2 separate regions of the Mus musculus genome follow, and region 2 is linked to region 1. The links are chromatin contacts, called in public Hi-C maps. All regions are on one chromosome and are shown on one strand. Each heading gives the region's core, a stretch centred on a gene start, on an enhancer-like site or on the middle of the called end of the contact. The rest is flanking DNA. Distances are from core to core; before and after follow the strand shown.

Region 1 (3,203 bases), core at 186-2,685:
GAGCAGAGGCACCAGCAAGACATTACTCTTTCCTTGCTGTTTCTGAATTAGCCGCACACATCCCTTTATATGTGTATATCAGCAGCATGACCTAATAAAGTTAGAGTCCGTATCTTTCAGACTGTGTTTAGAGTATCCCCTTACAGTAAAGTTAAGACAGGGTGATGTGTGGTTTATAATCCGATAGAAAGAACAGTTCGGCCAAGCCTTCGCTCCACTCTTGAATGATTATTGGGTCTTGGTTTTTAGATGTCAAATTCTCAAATTTCTCCAGTGTTTCCTGGCTTGCTAAGGACTGTCACAGAAGGCAGTCCTCATTTGTCACTGTTACTTTCTATCCATGGGGCAACTTGATCATTCTTTCCCCTGCCCGGCAGCTCCTTACGTTACCACCCTGGAATTCCACATGAGGTGGCTATGGTCTAGTGTGCTTCAGACCCTCACCACTGTGCTTTGAGGGTGACTTTCTGGAGTCTCCTCACTGGCTGCGGTATCAGTCGCTGCCCATGCCGCTCAAGGCAGATGGGTTAGGGACAGTAGTTGGTGAGGTGGGCTAGAGTCAAGCAAATACTACCATCAGAACAGTAACACTGTTGGCCATACTTTGTTAGGCTGCAGAGAAAAGATCTGGCTATTACAACCCCATCAGGAGGTAATTCATGTATCACACACCTCCCCACACCTGTTGTAATTCACTGCCTGAGATGGAGGTCATCCCAGATCTCAGATGCTGCTATCCTGGCGATGATGTGCGTGCTTGACCACGGGTTCATTTGTCTGCCTCAGGAGCTCTTGGAGAGCTTTGGGTGCTGGATCCAAGAGAGGGGCTCTGGGTCAGAGTTGAATTAATTGGGGTCAGAGGAGAGGGGTCCCTGGCTACAGATGCTGTGAGAAGACGTGTGCTTGGTAGGAGGAGTAGATTCTCACGTGTCATCTTAGGGACATGCCATGCCAAAGAGAGGATGTCTGTGAAGCCTCAGCTCCCAGACTCCCTCCAGACCTGAGGTTCTAGTTTGTTTCAGATGGAGGATGGGGTCAAGGGGAGGAGTAGAATAATGGTGGTGGCTAGACAGGGCTGAAGCAGAGGTGCCAGCCTTCTCTCCTGGAGCCACGGTTCTGGAATTATTCTCTTCCTGTCCTTCAGGGATGAGCGCATTCCCCTGTTCGCTGAGCTAATGGAGGTGTTTGCCCACTGAGAACCGTGGCCAGGTCAGATCCAAAACCAAAGCCCCTCCTCACCAATGTTGTGGTCAGGTTTCTCAGCTCTGTCACAAGTCCACATTCACTTCCTCCCCCGCCCCCGCCCTCCCAAGCATGGAAAACAAAGTACTCGGTTTTTGGACTCTTTTTGTGGTGACGTCGCCAGCCTGTACTTGCGGTGGTTTGGGTCTCAGACATGTGGCTTGGTGAGCGAGCCAAGCGCGAGGCGATGGAGTTTGTTCTTATGTGAGTTAGTGCCCTCTGCAAGCACGGAAGTGGATTAGCCGTGCACACGACCACACAGTCTTTTGTGTGGTCTCTGACGGAATGACCCAGTTAGAGGCCTGGCCCAGGGACAGATGGGCAGGGCTGAGGAGCTCTGACAGGGCTCCTTCCCAGTTCTGTTACAGGGGTCCCTCCCATCCCTCTCTGGGTGCACACCACCATCAGAGCCAGAGGGAGAGTCCCTGCCCGTGGGCTTGGCTTTTGCCCATTTCCTTTGTGGCTGCTCAGATAAACAGAAGGGTGCAAGCAGCGGATCCGATGAGCGTGATAGGAGAGATGATTGATTTCACAGCATTGCTGGTCGGGTTTGGAGGCAGCCATTGCGAGGCCCCGCAGCTTTTCATCCATGGTCACCAAACTTGAGCATTTTTTTTTTTTTTTTTTTAGGAAATCTCTTTGTGAATACACTCAATGTGGCCAGAGCCATCATCCCTCCCTTAGCAGTGACGCAGAGGACTGCTGGGCTCTATGTCCAGTAGCCTATCGAGAATCACACTTGAACTAGCCAGGCTGCCCTGGGAGGCTAGCCCCTGACGTCCTCGTGTAATTGTCTCACACATGGGCAAGTGGTTCGATCTATAAAACGTGTGGTTGCTACGAATGACTGTTGTTGGTAAGGAGAGCTGGAAGCATTCTCTTTTCTAGATTACCTTTCAAATATTCAAATCCATGCACCAGCAGCATATGGCTAGAATCCCTGCCGCACCCCCCAACCCCTCCACTCAGATGTCTTCCAATGTGCTTCAATGAATTCCAAAGCCACATCAGGTTTGCATTTTGAAAATGCCAACTGTATACTAACTGAATGTGAGAGATGAAGAAATCGTTCATATTTTTTTTTAAAGAAATGGTGTTTCTGCATTCATATAGAAACCAGCTGTATGGATTTCTTTCTCTTTTTTCTATCTTTTTTTTTTTTTAGCATAGTGGTTCATTTACATTTTGATATTGTTGAATAAATAATGTCACTGAGGGGTTCTTAGCTAATTTTCAGTACGGCAGACCACGGCTGGACCTGTCACGCCCCCTCAGCCTCCTCAAATTTAGGTCTAGAAGTACAACTCCATTTGCTGTCTTCCTTCCTTCCTTCCTTCCTTCCTTCCTTCCTTCCTTCCTTCCTTCCTTCCTTCTTTTCGGAGGGATTTGAGACAGGATTTCTTTATGTAGCCCTGGCTGTCCTAGAACTCACTCTACTGTAGGCCAGGCTGCCCTCGAACTCACAGACATCCAACTGCCTCTGCCTCCTGATTGCTGGGATTAAAGGCCTGCACCACCATAACCTGGCTGTAACTCCATTTTCTTGTTGCTGGGGGTTGAGCTTAATTTGCGGGTGCTCTTTCTGCTTTTGTTTCTTGCTGGCTGTATTGATGGCTGTTCTTGTTCCTTGACAGGATGCCTCGGGAAAGTAACTTAAGGATTTGAGGATACAGTCCATTATTCTGGGGAGGCAGGACAGCAGGCACAGGTCTTCTTGTGGCAGCAGGAATGTGAGGCAGCTGGTCATATCGCATCCACAGTCAGCAAACAGTGACGGATGCTGCTGCTCCATCTGCTCGCTCCTTCCTATTCACTCTGAGACCCCAGTTTTGGTGACATCTGGGACCCTAGCCCACAGGGTGGTACCTCCCTCATTCAGGATAGGTGATCCTTTTTTTCAGTTAAACCTTTCTAAAGATGCCCTCATAGCTATGTATCCAGATGTGTGTTTCCATGGTGAT
Region 2 (3,203 bases), core at 519-3,018, 76 kb before region 1:
ACCATGGTGAGCATTAGTGGAGGGAGTAGAGGTAGACAAGTTACTTCAAGTGTGGGAAGACCGTTGCTGTTGACGTTGGTTGATGTAGTGTTCGTCAGACCCTGGGGTATTTGTAGGAGATAAAAGTAGGCTATGGAGACAGCAGAGAGAAGGAGTAACTGGGCAAGGCTGGAACGCATGTAAGAAGCCGGAGATGGTCCTGTGTATCTGCAATCCCAGCACTCCTGTTGTGAGATGGGAAAGGGGTGGGGGGATGACACTTCACATGGCAAGCCTGGACCATGTGGCTCAGCAGAAATCAGAGAGGCCTAGCCTCAATGAGGTAGAAAGACAGAATCAGCCTCTGAGAGTTGTCTGCTGGCCTCCACGTGTGTGTGCACACAATACACACACACACACACACACACACAGAGAGAGAGAGAGAGAGAGAGAGGGAGAGAGAGAGAGAGAGAGAAGAGCTAGGTACCGTTCCCATCTTTTAGGAGCCCCGTACTTCCTTTCCCTTTATTGACTTTAGGTTTTGCTTAAGCAGGCAGACCTTCTACCTCCAGGCCAGAGTTTAGCAAATCTACAACCAAGGCGCTCGCCAGCTCTGAAGGAGTCCCAGGGCTGCAGGACATCTCAGCTTGACTGGACCCCGGCTGCTGGCCTCAGTGTCCCCCAAGTTAACGCATTAATCCCTTTGTTGTTAGGCTCCCCGTTGCCAGTGCTTCATTTTTATGTTCTGTTGCTTAGAAAACGACAGTGACATATGGACGGAAGTTAAATTGTTGGAATCATATTCTGTTTTCTTTTCGCTGAGTGGTTTTCTTTCTCCCATGCCATGTACTATGGATGGGAAAGTCCCCTGACATTGCTGTAACTCTGATCTATTATCCACCTGCTAGGATGTAAACACTGTGCATGTGGCAAATCGCTTTATATGCCAATAAAGCCTGTGTTTTGGAAAAATGTCGGACTGTTTGTATCCAAAACATTGTTTGGAATCAAGTTCTCTAAAACAGGCAAATTAAGAATAGGAAGTGATATCCTGAATAGCATCATTAAAATTCCAGGAAAGGACAGACATCTTGCAAATGCAAGATGTGGTGAGGCTATAATTAGGCAGCAACCACACCACTGGTCTGCTTGAGAATACTGCTTCTCCTTAGACTCTGTTCCTGTCTGACCAAGAAGAGTCACTGTAAGGATGATCCAACAGGCAGGGCTAGCCTTCTCAAAGGCTACTACACCAGGCCCTTCACTACTGTGGCTTTTTCTTTTATAAAATAGGGGATAGAATTTTGTACAAAAGAGCAGAGTATAGCATTTTAAAATAAACTAGAGGAAGAGAAGGAGGCATACGGCTTGTCATATAGAGCTTGTCAGGTTTTTTTCTCCACTCCAAAACTTCCCAGACATGTATTAGTATACACACACACACACAAAATCTGTCTTATTTACTAAATCTCAGGGCATCAATGACATACAGGACCTGACAGACTGACATCATAGTGAGTTCCATCTTGCTGATGCCGTGAGGTACTGAGTGTCCCTGCCCCAGTGAGCATTTGTTCCTTTCTCTCTTTAGCATCAAATAGCACAAAGGAAAGAGTCAAGAACTAATAATTTTCCTATGGGCACCGTGGTCTTTAAGTGTGTATTTTTAGCAGAGGGCGTCCTTTGTTGTGGTTAGGTTGACCAAACATTCTGCTTTGTTTGTGGTGCTTCTGGTCTGTGCCCGCAGACGCAGTGAGGTCCCCACTGATGTCTATTTTTATCTCCCATCAGCGTCCTCATTTGCATGATAAGTTTTGCTCACCTAGCTAGCTCGCTCGCTCGCTCGCGTGGGCTGTCAGTGTGTCTAACATTAGCAGATGTAGTTTGTTCAGGTCTCCTCTTCTGCAGAGAAAAGTTGCTTACAATCAAAAAGAAGAAACAAAACAAAACCGGAGTCCTGGAGATCCATCAAGGCATTGAGGAACAAGGTTGAAGGTGAAAACCCACAGAAGGGAAGCTGAGCCTCTGGGCCTGTTTCCTGTTACTAGTGTGACTTTGTTAACCAATATCCATAATTCATATATCCAGAGGGCTAAAATGTAAGACAAACAATTGACCTTTTGGAATACTTGCTGCGGTTAAATCCCAGGAGAGCATGCTTTCTGGGGTGATAGAAACGACCTAAGATTGGATTCAGAGAAGGCTATGATGGTATGATTGGATTCATGAAAACCATTAAATGAATCCTTGTAGTTGGTGACTTTAATGGCGTGTAAATGGCTTCTTGTACTCCAAGGAAGTGTTTTCGGAGGCGAAATGGATGGATTCAATAAAGGGGATGCCAGTGAAGAGAGAATTGGTGACTTAGAAGATGGAGCAGAAGGAAATAAAGCCCAAGGCTGGAGTGTACTTCTGTGGGGCCCTGGAGTCTGTCCTCAGTGCCAAAGTAATAATGAGATAGCAACAAGAACAGTGACACCGGGAGGTGGCAGCACAGACAATAAACAAGATCATGAAGACATAAAATGTGGTAGGAATACCCCACAGATATGTAACTGTATATTCATCAAGAGAGAGAAAATGAGACAGAAGAGGTGTTTGTGGGGGGCAGTGTTTCAGGTTTTGTTGTTTCTGTTCTATTTTGTTTTGTTTTGTTTTGTTTTGAAGCAAGCTCTCCCACCGTAGCCCTGGCTGGCCTAGAATTCTCTATGTACAACAAGCTGGACTGAATTCACAGAGGTCCACCTGTTTCTGCCTCCCGAATGCCAGGATTAAATGCACGTGCCCCCATGCCCAGCTTCAAGTTTCTGTAACCCTTATTTATTTACTGTGGGTGTATGTGTGCGTAGGGAGGGGCACATGCTGTGACTGTGTGTGAAGGTCAGAGGGCACTTTATGAGATTTGGCTTTCTCCTTAAACCATGTGGGCCCTTGGGATTGAACTAAAGTTGTCAGGCTTGGCAATGTGCAACTTGACCTGCTGAGCCATCTCACAGGCCCAGAGAATGTTGGGGAAGCCCTAAGATATGGAACAGTGTACATACATATATACATATATATGTGCTCGTGCACACATACTCTAGCATTGTACAATTCTGAAAACAAACAGTAGTTAGAGTTAGGACCAGCAACTATTTGCCTTAATGGAGCCACCATGAGACTGACAGCAGAGTGTCTTAATGGAAACAATAAGGATCAGGTGGAAGTGGAACTTTTTGTGTGTC

Evidence for each region. Hi-C and Micro-C count contacts between places; a contact is called where the count stands out from the background.
Region 2: a contact with region 1 is called in a Hi-C map of granulocyte-monocyte progenitors, with 1.5 times the contacts expected there. The contact joins two enhancer-like sites. A contact is called at or near these places in 2 of 39 promoter capture datasets (hippocampal neurons and liver), 13 of 484 Hi-C or Micro-C datasets (B cells, CD8 T cells, the N1E-115 cell line and 9 more), 1 of 115 datasets of contacts at active chromatin or transcription factors (memory CD8 T cells) and 1 of 9 other capture datasets (adipose tissue).

The regions. Positions count from the first base shown.
Region 1 is chr12:99,466,448-99,469,650 of GRCm38.p6, reverse strand. It overlaps a transcript of Foxn3 not described here. Among named protein-coding and RNA genes, the nearest start is that of Foxn3, 18 kb to the right of the region's middle. Within about 2 kb of position 1,435, at least 149 of the 459 cell types and tissues checked have an H3K27ac peak or open chromatin away from gene starts, as enhancers often do. A contact at or near this core is called in B cells, adipose tissue, granulocyte-monocyte progenitors and 2 more, where this site is marked.
Region 2 is chr12:99,543,251-99,546,453 of GRCm38.p6, reverse strand. It overlaps a transcript of Foxn3 not described here. Among named protein-coding and RNA genes, the nearest start is that of Gm26839, 19 kb to the left of the region's middle. Within about 2 kb of position 1,768, at least 35 of the 459 cell types and tissues checked have an H3K27ac peak or open chromatin away from gene starts, as enhancers often do. A contact at or near this core is called in B cells, adipose tissue, granulocyte-monocyte progenitors and 2 more, where this site is marked.